Regions from separate parts of the Mus musculus genome. Here regions 1 and 3 are each linked to region 2. Evidence: chromatin contacts called from public Hi-C and promoter capture Hi-C data. All regions are on one chromosome and are shown on one strand. Each heading gives the region's core, a stretch centred on a gene start, on an enhancer-like site or on the middle of the called end of the contact. The rest is flanking DNA. Distances are from core to core; before and after follow the strand shown.

Region 1 (4,306 bases), core at 485-2,984, 1.7 Mb before region 2:
CACCAGGGCTTGCTCTCCTGAGTACTGCAGCTGGCAAGGGCAGATAAGTTTGATAGAATTTTAGATAGAATGGAAAATCAAGTTCTCTCTCAGCAGCCATATAGATAATATTGTGTTTAGAAATTGTGTCTTAAACCTTTTCATTTTTAGGGCTAGATGGCTGATCAGGTACTTGCTGGATAAGCCCAGCAACCTGAGTCTGGTTCCCAGAGCCCATGTAAAAGTGGAAGGAAACCTGTCCCACAGAGTTGACCTTGGACCTCCACACATGTGCCACGGCATGCTCTCCCATGATGCATACTCACACACAGTAATAACAATAGTAATAATTAAAATTGGAAATTTTATTTTGAGATGATTTCAGCTTTATGAAAACATGACAAAATTAGAGCAAGAAATTCTTCCCAGTGTTTGCATTTTGTATAATTGGAGCATGATGATCAAACCGGAAAATTAATGTTGTGTTACTGCAAACAGATTTATCCGGACGTTGTCACTTACTGATGCCTTCCTTCTGTCTCTAGGACAGAGCATATTGCGTCAGTTTGCTGCCTCCTTTTTCTTTAGTCTGTAATTGGCAGTGAGCTTCGTGACCTTGATGATTGGAGACCATGTCCTCTTTCCTAGTACCTTTCCACAAAAGAGATCAAAGCAAGTGTGTGCTCACAGTTTGTGGTAGGAGGCAGCGATGTGGGTCTTGTGACTTGTTAAAGCACCTGCATGGTTTCTTTTGCCTCCAGGGTAGTGAGCATTCTGTAGAGAGATTTTGAGACTATGGTTCTTTTCAGTTTCATACCAATTAGGAGGTTTTCTTGACAGTTACTTCTGTTGTATTTATTCATTACCTAGACTGTATCTATTTTGATTTCTTCTATAAAGTCACTAATTTTATTTCTGCTGTAAAGAAAAGTTTTTCTGAGTCTGAGAGTTGGCTCAGTGCTTAAAAGCACTTGTTCTTTCAGAGGACCCAAGTTGAATTTTCAGCACCCACGTGGCAGTTCACAGGTGTCTCTAACTCCAGTCCCAGAGGGACCAACATCCTTCTCTGGCCTTCTTGGCACCAGGCACACACGTGGTGCAGGCAAAGACTGACAGACAGTAATTTTCAAGTTTTTATAAGCTTGGGATGGTGACTTCCACACCTGTGACTCCAGCACTTGGGAGGCAGAGGCAGGAGAATTGCTGGGCATTTGGGGAGATTAGTCTGTATAACAAGTACGGTGCCAGATAGTTTTAAACATTGAGACTTTTCTCCAAAAAAGAAAAAATTGTTTTTCTCTTTTCTATTTAAAAAAAAAAAGAAATTCAACTATTTGTGTGACTAGGGTCTCTGCTATTCTGTTCCTCAAGTCTCTGCTCGTGTGACATGGCATTTTTGTGGTTAATTTCTGCATCCACAGTATATTACAAACTCCACTAACTGTGTGCCCTTTCGATGTCTGTTTACGTTTTAAATTATTCTTTGCATTTTTAGGTATGAGGATGCGTGGGCTGCACTTCACAGAAGAGCCAAGGAGTGTGCAGACGCTGGCGAGGTAGAGTGTGCTGACCTTACTCTTTGGTAGAGTCCCTCTTTGCAGCCCTAAATGCCAGGTCCAGCCAGAGTAAAAGGGTTGCTTGGTTTCTCTGATTTGCAATATTGAAAGAAGAAGCTGGACCCACCTCCAGTACTGAGCTCGGGCGGGGTCCTATGTACAAGTGAAGAATCATTACCCATCATGTAGTGTAAATGTGGGTGTGCAGAGGCTGACAGGAGAGCGGTGAACGAGTTTTCAGTTACAAAACCCATGTTTGTGCATGTGTGTATTGTGAGCTCTTTGCACTAAGCCTGTAAAATTTCAGGGAATGGCAAAAATGAGGAAATGAAGTCAGCGTGGTTATTAACAAAGCAGGAGGTTAGAGCCAGAAGCTGGGGGCTTTGTCCATGGTGCACTGACTCTGAGATGCTTACATGTGCCCTTTGACCTTTGAAGTGGCCTATATTTCCTGGTGAATGGTTAAAGTGGGTGAGGAAGGAATAGGGAAACCTGATAGTCCTCAGAACAGTTGGTAAAACTGGTTTCCTTCCTGCATTTGCTACTGTGTTTTATCTTCATAGTGCAGGGTTCTGAGTGTGTTTCCTGTACACACACAGAACCCCTGCATTAAGAAATGAACATCAGATGTATCTTTTTTTTTTTTTAATGGTTTTTCGAGACAGGATTTCTCTGTATAGCCATGGCTGCCCTGGAACTCACTTTGTAGACCAGGCCGAACTCAGAATACTCAAGAAATCCCTCATGGATTGGAGTTTACTCCAAGGTCCTTAAGATTTTCACAGATTAATTAGACTCTCCTTACAAAACCCAATCTATTCAAAGTCGGAGTCACCAGAAGCAAAGATGACCCCTGAGGCTGTCCTGAAACATAAACTTCAAGAGTGAAAACTTAAGTCAGGTGTGAAGATGAACACTTGCAATCCCAGCATTTGACAGGCTGAAGCAGGAGGATTGCTCTCATCTTGAGCTCAGTCTTGGCTACAAAGAGAGTTCCAGGTTCTCCTGGTCTATACAGAATTATTATCTCAGAAACATAAAAACAAACCAAACAAAAACCCTCTCAGTAATGTGACCTTGAAGCTTACAAATGGGTAAATGAGTGTCTTTTTCAGTATTGCTTAAACTTGTGTTCATGTCAGGTCTGTCCCTGATAAAATAATAGCTTTTTATCAGACAGCACCAATCTCAGGCAAGGAGATGGGCTGTTCAGTGTTGTCAAGAAATTACTCTACAATTATTTCTACAGTATATTCTTTAAAAGATTATTATTCGTTTATGTGTGTGGGTGTTTTGCCTGCTTGTATGTGTGTGCACTCCATATGTGTCTAGTGCTATGGAGGCCAGAAGAGGGCATTGGTTTCCCTGAAACTGGAGTTCATTTGTGAGCTACCATGTGGGTGCTGGGAATCAAACCAGGCTCTGTAGACTATCAGCCAGTGCTCTTAACTGCTGAGCCACCTTTCTAGTTCCCAGAGCATATTCTTATATACTTGTAGGGTTCAGAGCAGTGTCTATGAAAGCACACAGCTATGGTCGGTGGTAATTGGATTGTTTATAAGCTTTGTCTAAGCAGTTGTGGTTTCCCCCTCCCTCCTCCACAGTCTACAGACAAATAGTTAAAAGTTACTTAAGGATTAGGCATCCATGGTAGTTTTCCGAAGCTAGACTTCTAGTGTTTTCCTTTTAATTCCTATTATTGCGAAACAGTTTCTAGTCTTTAGATTGAACTCTTAAGAGTAATGGTTTTATTTAGCAGTTTGATTTGTTAAGTGAGCTGAGTGAGACTTCACTTCTCTGCTCAGGGTGCATTTCCTGTGACAGGAGGGGAGGTTACAATTTCTGATTATCATCTTTGGTGCACTAATTTGTTTTGGTCTTACACAAACAGCCTGGTCTCTGTCTTTTTTTTAATCCATAAAATGTGTCAGACACCACTTAACTTTGCTTAACAAGCAAGCTTGTTCAGATAGACTGAATGAACTGTAGAGTTTTATGCTATGTTAATTAGTTTCATTGCTCTGACAAAATACTTGAGCTAATCAGCTTATTAAGGAGAAAGGGTTTGCTTGGCTATCATTTTGCTTTATGACTGGTCCTTTTGCTGTTGGTTAGACAGTGTGCCATGTTGGGAGCATTTGGTGGAAGAACTATGTTCATCTCACTGTAACCCAGGAGTCTGTCACCCAGAGGAGGAGCCTGGAATCCCCATCCTTTCAAAGACATGCCCGTGGTGGTTTAGCTTTCTCACGCTTAGCCTCACCTATGAAATGTTCCACTGTCTCCCAGCTACTCTGCATACACTGTTAGCTTGCAAGCCTTTGAGGAACATAGAAGATGTAGTTTTTGTAAGATAATATATCTAAATTGCTTAACCCAGAGTCGGGCTTGTAGCAGATGCTTAGTGTGTTGTACCATTGTATAATCATCTGTGATGGTTTGACAGTTGTTCACCCTCACATTTTCTTAAATTAAAATACTTTAGTGTACTCTGCTATATTCTTTCTACCTAAAAACTTTATGTCCTATATAAAGAATGTAATTTTTAGTTTTGTGTAAAGTTAGAATTAATAAACCATTTTTAAGCCTTAATATTTAAATATGCTGTGCTTTGATTTTTGGTAAGAAGTAGTTTTTGTCTAAACCTTAGTTATTTTAGACTTTTCAAGTTATCTAATGAACCATGGTATGATCTATAATGCCTTAAAAAAGATTATGCTGTGTACCAGACAAAATATTTTAACTTCTTCTCAAGTTAGCAAGTAATTACC
Region 2 (4,365 bases), core at 28-2,527:
TCCAAGAGCCCCGTCTCTGTGCCAGTTGTTACAGTTGCTTTAAACACTCGGATGTATCATGTTTTCCACGCTTATGTTGAAGCAGGACACGTGTCTCTTCCTCTGAGTGCTAAAGGCCAGGGATGAACATAATAGACAGTAGTAACCTCACCTTTCCAGAAACACTGAGCTAGAAGAGCAGGTCCACTTGCCCTTTGGCATTGACTCCTCCCTCCCAGTACGAAGAGGGCACAATGTGACAGGTGGTGAATATCCATCCATTTGTGTACTTAGACAAGTGCCTACTATCTCCTTAGGCCCCGTGATAAGTGACGAGGATATCTTGAGCCATCAGACGCTCACTCAGTCACCACCGCAGTTAGGGCTTTCCACGCATCTCGGACTGATGGTCCCCAGCATTCTGACTGCAGATGTATTAAAGGCCAGGAGAAGCGCTGTGCCAGGGAACTGAAGCTGACAGAGGGCAGTGGCCAGGAGTGGCAGGCAGCCAGAAGTAAACAAGGAAGACCAGACTCTAGACACACGTGCCACAGCCACTGCGGAGTCTGGGTGAGGTCGCCCATGCCACATGGGCACAAGCATGGAGTAGGTGACCAGTGGAGCCTCCTCAGGAGTGGAGTTGGTTTGGGATTGGAGCTGGCACACTTGCGAGTCAGAACTCTAGGGGTTCAGCGCCGAGATGCTGGTGTCTGCCTTCCGATCCTGGCACTGTTGTTCATGTGTGTCACCTTGAGCAAGTCCCTTAACCTCCTCAGAGCTCACTTTCTCATCAATGAAACGAGTTTCCAATAACCTCAGGGTTAAGTGCCTGGACAGCTTCCTAGAGCAGTGGCGAGCACAGAAAAATATCCGGGAGAGGAGACTGTGAACCACGCTGCTCACACTTCGTGGGGTCCTCCGGCCTCCCCGGGGTCTTAGCATCCGCCAATCTTTTCCAAGGAACCCAGTCCTAGCCTATTAAGGGCGCGCCCTGCTTTGATAGATTTATTTGCTTGCTTGGGCGGAGCTTGGAGCACAACGAGGAGGAGGCGGCCGCGGAGGCGGAGAGCGCAGAGAAAGGGAAGCCACCCGGGGGCAGCAGGCGAGACAGGCGGGGCCGGGGAGGAGTCAAAGCGGGTTCCAGGGGCCGGGCGCTGAGCGCAACGAGTGCCTTGGGCGGCGGAGACAAGGGCGGGGGCGACGCTTGGCGGCCAATGGAGCACGGCGCTACCGCAAGGGCGGTGCAGGAACCCCGGCCGCTGACAGTCAAAGTCGCCAACTCCGCCCTCGTACCCGCGGGATCCCGGAGCCGGAGCCCGAGCCCGAGCGGGGCCGAGGCCGCCCAAGGCGCGCTGCGAGCGAGCGAATATGGCAGCAGAATGAGGAGCCTGGCGCCGGGTGGTGTCCGCCGCTGCGGTGCTGCTGCTCGGGATCGGCGCCTGGTACACTACGAGCCTCATCCTTAGTCGGCCTCCGGGTGGCCTCTGGGTTCCATTCGTTACCAAGGACTTGGGGAAAAAGAAGATCCGCAGCCCACAGAGGGTGGTGAAGCGGGAGCGCCATCCGGGAGAGAGATTCTGCCGGGATGAGCCGGCCATGGGGCGGCCTCCGCGGGGCGCACGGAGCCGGCCGGCGCTGCGGCGGGAGCGCTGCCTGAGCCCGGGCTCCACGGGGCTTCGGGGCCTCGTGCGTCCTGGCGGAGTCCCTGCCGCTGTCTCCGGGAAGGACACGAGCCCCGAGTGGCGGGCACTGCAGCAGTCACCGCGCTGAGGCTCCCGGAGCCTGCAGGGTCTGTGGTTCGGTGCGCTGTCACGCCACCGCACTCGGGCGCCTTGCCCGGGGCTCGGCGGCTAGCGCAGCGCAGCGAGGTCGGTCGAGGAGCCGGGGACTGCGGGACCGGCCGGAGAGGCGTGTGCGCCGGTGTTCGACTGGAGATCCCGGCAGCAGCAGAACCGGGCGGACCTGAGCAGCCATGCTTCCCGGGGTGGGCGTGTTCGGCACCAGCCTCACAGCCCGAGTCATCATCCCGCTGCTGAAAGATGAGGGCTTCGCGGTGAAGGCGCTGTGGGGCCGCACGCAGGAAGAAGCCGAGGAGCTGGCCAAGGAGATGAGCGTTCCTTTCTACACCAGCCGCATCGACGAGGTGCTCCTGCACCAGGATGTGGACTTGGTGTGCATCAACCTGCCGCCGCCGCTCACTAGGCAGATCGCTGTCAAAACCCTGGGTGAGCGACCCCTCCCCCAGCCCTCTCTTCTTTAGCTCGGCTCTTCGCTTCTCTCCAATTGGACATATCCCAGGAATCCCAAACCCAAGCTTGTTAGTCCCAGCTTTCCCCTTTCCAGTCGGTGGCCTCCCCCACCTCCACGCTTCGCTCCTGATACCAGCTGGAAGCGCATCCCCACGTGTGTGGTGCGGAGGCTAGAATAGGCTTGGATTCTAGGTATAGGAACCGAATGGGTCAGATACAGAAGACCGGTTGCTGTTCCAGGAGGGAAACTCGGTACCCAGCTGTATACGTTAGTTAGTGCTCTGGTGTGTGGGTGCGCGTGCGTCTGGAAAAGGAGAGCGCGTGGCCAGGAACCCTTGAATAAAGGGCCGCACACGTGGTGGCAGGGTTTTTCCTGGGTGTACCTGTTTGTGAGCAGCTGTGGCACCCAGTTTGGATCGTTTTGTTTCCCTCCACAGTAAGTGAGTTTACTGTGAGATTAGAGAACTGACAGCTGGCTGGAATTATCTCTTCTGCTCTGGAAGGAAGCAAGTGAGAGTGGGCGGGTCTATCAGAACACTCTCAGATGTGTCAGAGGTTAGTAAAGATTGTAATTTAACCTTTGGGCACAGTCTCCCAGGAGTGGGTGTCTACTCTAGTTGAGAATTATATACCTTGTATTCTTCCGAGATGAAAATTGTGGTTTCAAAGGCAAGGATGCTTTGTGTGTGTGGAGGGGGCCGGGGTGGGAGGGGGAAGCCAGACGCTGCAGTTTCCTTTGGAAACGTGCGATGGCACCTCCGTATTTTGCCTCGGGAATATTCCAGAGACACATTGTGTTTACAAGCAGGCTGGGGCTTCTTTCTGGGCTCAAACGAGTGTCTTGAGCAAGTCTGTTCATCAGCAGTTCCCTTCCATACCTAAACCAACCACGCTCGGCTATTCCCAGGCGTTTCATACTTACCCTTGGAAGCCAGGGTTACTGAAGTGGAGAAAAAGCTCCTAACAAACTAGGTTGGAGAAATTCTAACGTAGGGGCTACCGGTCTTTTCTTTACTGTATTTAATGTATTAAGCTTCTGGCTTTTGGAGCCTGGCTTCTTTAGTTTTGAACTGAATTCTATTGACTTTTAGCCAATGTTTCTTTTCTGTTTCACTGCTAGTTTATACTAGTTGTTTACACTGGATTTGTTTGTCAAGTAGGCGATTAAAAAGTTAGAGTATAAAACCTATTAGGGCAATTTCTATACCATGGGTTCCTCTTAAGCCCCATCTATGCTAAAGGCTTGGGTCTGGTCCGATTTGAAAGCTTGTTGGAGCATTCTTCTCCCCTCTCCGGTGGCATCTCTATAGGACAGGCCCTTGGAGCAACCCCACAACAGGGGGATACCAATTACAGAGCAAGAATGCTCTGATGGTCTCTGGTACTTACTATCATTGTTGTTTGGGGCGGGGTCTCGTGTATCCTAGGCTGTCCTTCAACTCCCTGCTTAGCTGAGGGCGGCCTTGAACTTCTGATCCTCCTGACTCTACTTCCTGAGTGCTGAGATTCCATCCCTAGTTTATTTGGTTCTGGGGATCAGACCCAGGGCTTCTTGCCTGTTAGGCAACTACTTCACTGATTGAGCCACACTTCCAGCCTTTATCTCATACTTTGGCCGCCGAAGCGTTTAGGGATGTGGACCATTGTTATACTTTTCTGGATACTTCTGTGATGGTGGTGGCGGCAGTGGTGATGATGTTGCCTGTGTGAGGACTTGGGGTGTTGCACCATGGTAGAATACCTGACTGGTAGGCACGGGCATCTGGTTTCAACTCTCAGCACTGGAGAAGAGAATCCATATAAGTTCTTGTTTTGTACTGACAGGGCTGAAGTTAGTTCCTCTTCAGAGCAAAAGCATGGGAGGCTCTGTTAGCTAGGTTTACCAAGTGTGAGAAGGGAACAGCCCTGGGCTTATCCTTTCACCGTGGGCTGTAGGCATTCTTCCTTTCCTTTTGAGTTTGTTTGCCCGAGATTCAAGGCAGTCCGTGATTATGGGAAATGCAGAGGCACTGGACTGAATTTCAAAATGGTTGCACAGGTGTTAAGACTTCACTGCAGACTTAGGAGGCTTCTTTCGATTGTACCTTCGAGGCTGCTCCTGACTGGCTTCTCAGTCACGGTTAAGAGGTTCTGCACA
Region 3 (4,321 bases), core at 170-2,669, 1.7 Mb after region 2:
CTGGTGTGGTTTTCATAAGTAAGGAATTAAGCAACCTGAAAATTTATCTGGGTGGTACGCAATGCCGTTATATTTTTCTCCTTGAACATATGAACCCTGTATCATGCCAGATTTTGCCTATAAGTATACTACATACTATTAATTTGCTATCACACAGATTTTGAAATAGTAACGTTCAATTGGAGTTAAGACATTTTAAAGAACTGAGTTTTTGTTTGGGGTTTTGGTTGTGGTTTCACAAAAGCAGCTACTCCGGAGTCAAACTGTTGACCCTACTGCTTTCCAGTCAATATTACTCTTTAGACGCTATTTTTAAAACTCGGAACTCAAAAGAGTTTAAGCACTTCCACACTGAGAAAACCAGAAGTTTCTTCACAAGCAAACCTGCATATGAAATCATATTATGTGTACTAATGCTTACTCTGACAACCTGATGCTATAACGTAGCTAAACCCCATTCCCAATCACATTGATTAATGAAGGGAAATACACAGAATTCTCCAATTTCACAAATACAGCAACTTGAAGCCAGGAGACAGCCAGACAAAAGGAAATAGCAGAGAAGACAACTGTTTCGACTGCTCTAGACCTTGGTCCAGCCCCTGACCCCGCTATTATCTACTTAGTCATATCTCTCTCTCTCTCTCAACAAATAAAGGAACGAACGGTCGGTCCACCGTGATCACGGTGAGCAGGCAATAGGAGTACTGCAATTGGTTTGACATCTGTCAGCAAGAAAAAGGGCTAAACCAGGAAAGAAAGACTAAAAAAGATCGAAACTGCAAGAAGCGGTGTATGTGCGTGCGCGCGCGCACGGGGAAAGGCGGGGGGGGGGGGGGGGGTTAATGACAGAAACATGAACTGTGATCCAGTCGGGGCACTGGCGCGACTCGCGCGTGCTCCAGCGGCCCGCACCGGGCCGGGTTTGCGGACGCCCCGAACACCCGTGGAGTGGGTCCCCCACCGCTCCCTCCGCCCGGCGCATTACCCGTGAGGTTCCTCAGCACCGTGCCATGGGCCCAGAGGCTCAGGACCTGCTGCACCGACAGGTTGATCATCGAGTGGTCGGCGCCCTCCGCCCTCATCGTCCCCGCGGGGCGGCAGCGGGGCGCTCCGGGGGGCGCCGCTCGGCGGGTGTCGCAGGCAGCGTCCTCCCCGCCGGGGAGACATCGAGGAGCGCTGGCGGGCGAGGCCTGGGGCCGCGGGAGGGACCGCCGCTCCCGCTCAGGGCCCGCGTCGCGCCGCGGGGGCCCGCCACGCCACGAGGCCCGGGTCACGCCGTGAGGCCCGCGCGGAGCGGCAGCCGGCAGGGGCAGGCCGCGAGACGAGGCTCATCGCGGGGACGCGCGACGAGGCAGCGGCGCCCGGCCGCGGCACCTGCCGCCCGCCTGCCGCTCGGCCTTTGGGTAGCCAACACTCGAGGAGCCGCCCCCTCCGCCCGCGACCGCCCCGGGGCGCGCGCATGCGCGTGTCCGCTCCTCGGCCCCGCCTCCCCGGGGGTGAGCGGCTGCGCACGCGCACTGCCTCCCCCCCGCTCCTCGCGCGCGCGCGCGCGCCGCCCTAGGCACCCGGGAGCTCAGGCTGTCGTCGGCTCCCAGCGTCCGCCCGCAGTGGGGCGGAGGGAGCGCCACCTACGTCACTGGCGCCACCGCTGGGTCTCGCCGCTCATTGGCTGCTCCGAGGGAACAGACTCCAAGCCCCTCGCCCCCTCCTGACTGCGCGCCCCCGGAAACCTGAAACCGGTGAGCTGGGCGGGGATGAGAGAGCTGTGTATAGGTCCCGGGAGCTGCCAGGATTTTTGGAGCCTGCGCTTCGCTGCTCCAGATCCTTCCCTCTCCGTGAGGGCGTCTGCGAGCAACTTTTTGCAAAGGTGTAAATGCTCAAGATTTCATTTGTAGGGTTGTCTGAGAGTGCGTCCAGTGACCTGGATACGCCCCTCCCTTTGCTAAATCTACTAAAACAGAAATAGATCCTCTTTGTCATTTCAGCCAGTCTTCTGGCCGGCCAGCAGTAAAATACGAACTCCCCTTAGCTGCAGGATCTGAAACCACTTATTGACGCAGGGCCCCGTAGGTGTCCGAATGAATCCTCCTGGCCAAGGCTGGCTCTAGCGCTTCTTCCAGATAGGACTCTTTTCATCTAAAATTGTGAATCTCCCCAGCACTTAAACTAACTCAGCTTCGTCTCCCTGTCCTTCAAATCCAAGGTCAGCCTCAGAAGCATCTTAACTCCAGTTATGCTAGTTACAGTCTTCCTTGATGTTTGAAACCTTTTAACTTGAAATTAAAAAAAAAAAAATCGTGTTTGCATAAAAAACGTTAGTGCTCCTCACCCCATCCCCCTCGCCCAATTCCATCTTTTTCCAAATACTCTGCTGCTAAAGTTTACAGAAGGAAGTGAAGAAAGAATAGCTAAGCCAATCAAGTGTTTTTGCCCAGTAACTGAAGATTCGAATTGCCTAAATATTGTTGCTTTTGGTGAGCACCTTAAAAATGACAATAATGTATATGCAGGTTTATATTTATGCATGTTTTTGTTTTGCTCCCACAATATAGAAAAAAGTTTGGGCGTCATTAAGAGGAACCGTACTAAAACCTACTATGGTGTAGGGTTCAATGGCTGAATTAAATGTCAATTCAGGAGTATAGACTATCAGACATAAATGAGTTTAACATCAAATTCATTTTAGATAAAGAAGGGGCTTCATTTCTTTCTTTGTTGTTGTTGTTGTTGTTGTTGTTCTTCTTCTTCTTCTTCTTCTTCTTCTTCTTCTTCTTCTTCTTCTCCTATTTTTTTAAATTCTTCCTGGCAGCCATAGTATATGTCCTATCTTTCTAGTCTGAATTAAAGTTCAGAATGGGAAGTTAACCTCATGGTGCTGCGAAGGGATTTAACATTATTAGGTAACATGAGCACATTCACTGACAGATATAGCCAAGCCTCCGAAGGACATGTTAAACTCTCCTGTCGTCAGCTTACAAAATGAACCAGAAAACCTGCTTAACTAGCCAAAGAAGAGATGTTTGTAACAACCGCAGAAAATCACTCATGCTAATGGAGGGCTGTGGTTGCACCAACTACACAGAGGTCCCTTTTGTATCAGCAACACCCATCCTACTACTAGGCTGCCAGGAAAAACTGCTGCCCTAGGCAGAAGCAGTTGCAGGATCAGCTAGAGTCTATCAAGGGCTGTATAGCAAACAGTACAGGGCAAGCTGTTTGAAGCTCCCTTCCTAAGGCATCCATGGATTGTTCCAGATACTTGGTGCTGGTAGAGCGGCTGCTTGGCTGGCAGTCCTTTTGCTCAAGGCTGACAGAGATACAAGGGAGAGTCAACACCTGCCAAATGGTCAAACTAACCCATCCCCAACATCTTTATTAGTAGATGAATATTGGAAAGAGAGCCCATAATTTAAGAAATTACCATTAACAGTAATGGTGTTCATAATGTGTTTTAGCAGTATGTTGATAGTAGTTAACAGCTGCCTATCGCCTGATGGACAGATAGGCCCTCCTCATCTGCCTCACACACATGAGCCTGCCCACACAAGAGTCTTTACCCCAGCAAATGTTTACTGCTTATGTAACCTCAGGAAGATTATGTAAGGCTTCTAACTCTGTTGTTGTGAGTTTTTGTAACTTTCTTGTGAGTCCCTCTACATCCGTCCAAGGAGAAGCGTTCCCGTCTAAAGGAAAATCCTATACGACGACGTTTGAGGTTGGCTCTATGATTGTTTCCGATACTATCACTGCAACTGATAAAACATTTCGGTTGAGAATCTATTGTCCATTCACTCCAAACAATCTAAGATTCGAACATCCCCACTTCCTCATAACTGTTTCCTGCTTTCCCGATCATAGCGCAGCGGATTGAATATTTTGTCACTCGTAAAACCTAAGTGTCTGGTTCTAGCCCTAGTTTGACTGCATTAGCTAATGTGAACACTTAACTACAATGGGTTAGTAATCACTAAGTTTCAGTTTCACTACTTGTACATCTTAATATTTCCTTATCTACTTCAGTTTTTATATATATTCATGTATTTCATATGTCACTCACTGTAGAGAACATATTACATTATACTTACATTTCATTGCAATATTTCTTGAGTTATTTTGAGGATCAGAGCACTTAACACGTAGGTGTTTACGCATTCAGAATGGAATCTGGATCTATAGATAACATGAGGTGCTAGGGTTTTTTTTGTTTTGTTTTGTTTTGTTTTTTATTGCTGTCACATTTAAATATGGCTACTTTTTGAAACCAGATGAAAATTGCTGCCCTGTAAATATTTCTTCTAAAGAACAAGCAAAAGGAACT

What was found. Promoter capture Hi-C pulls out the DNA fragments that hold promoters and counts their contacts. Hi-C and Micro-C count contacts between places; a contact is called where the count stands out from the background.
Region 1: a promoter capture Hi-C map of pre-B cells shows a contact between it and region 2, with 5 times the contacts expected there. The contact joins the enhancer-like site here to the promoter of Gfod1 in region 2. A contact is called at or near these places in 4 of 39 promoter capture datasets (the HPC-7 cell line, cranial neural crest, liver and 1 more) and 1 of 115 datasets of contacts at active chromatin or transcription factors (embryonic forebrain).
Region 3: a Hi-C map of CD8 T cells shows a contact between it and region 2, with 8 times the contacts expected there. The contact joins the promoter of Tmem170b here to the promoter of Gfod1 in region 2. A contact is called at or near these places in 2 of 39 promoter capture datasets (liver and pre-B cells) and 1 of 484 Hi-C or Micro-C datasets (CD8 T cells).

The regions. Positions count from the first base shown.
Region 1 is chr13:44,983,264-44,987,569 of GRCm38.p6, reverse strand. Dtnbp1 (dystrobrevin binding protein 1) reads left to right here. Exons shown (of 10, transcript NM_025772.4): 4 at 1,475-1,535. Among named protein-coding and RNA genes, the nearest start is that of Dtnbp1, 17 kb to the left of the region's middle. Within about 2 kb of position 1,734, at least 31 of the 459 cell types and tissues checked have an H3K27ac peak or open chromatin away from gene starts, as enhancers often do. A contact at or near this core is called in the HPC-7 cell line and pre-B cells, where this site is marked.
Region 2 is chr13:43,301,084-43,305,448 of GRCm38.p6, reverse strand. Gfod1 (glucose-fructose oxidoreductase domain containing 1) reads left to right here and starts at 1,277. Exons shown (of 2, transcript NM_001033399.4): 1 at 1,277-2,204. The coding sequence starts at 1,952. It also overlaps a transcript of Gm52047 not described here.
Region 3 is chr13:41,602,980-41,607,300 of GRCm38.p6, reverse strand. Tmem170b (transmembrane protein 170B) reads right to left here and starts at 1,419. Exons shown (of 3, transcript NM_001163572.2): 1 at 989-1,419. The coding sequence starts at 1,085. It overlaps Gm32184 (a long non-coding RNA gene), which reads left to right and starts at 1,225. Exons shown (of 3, transcript XR_382252.4): 1 at 1,225-1,742.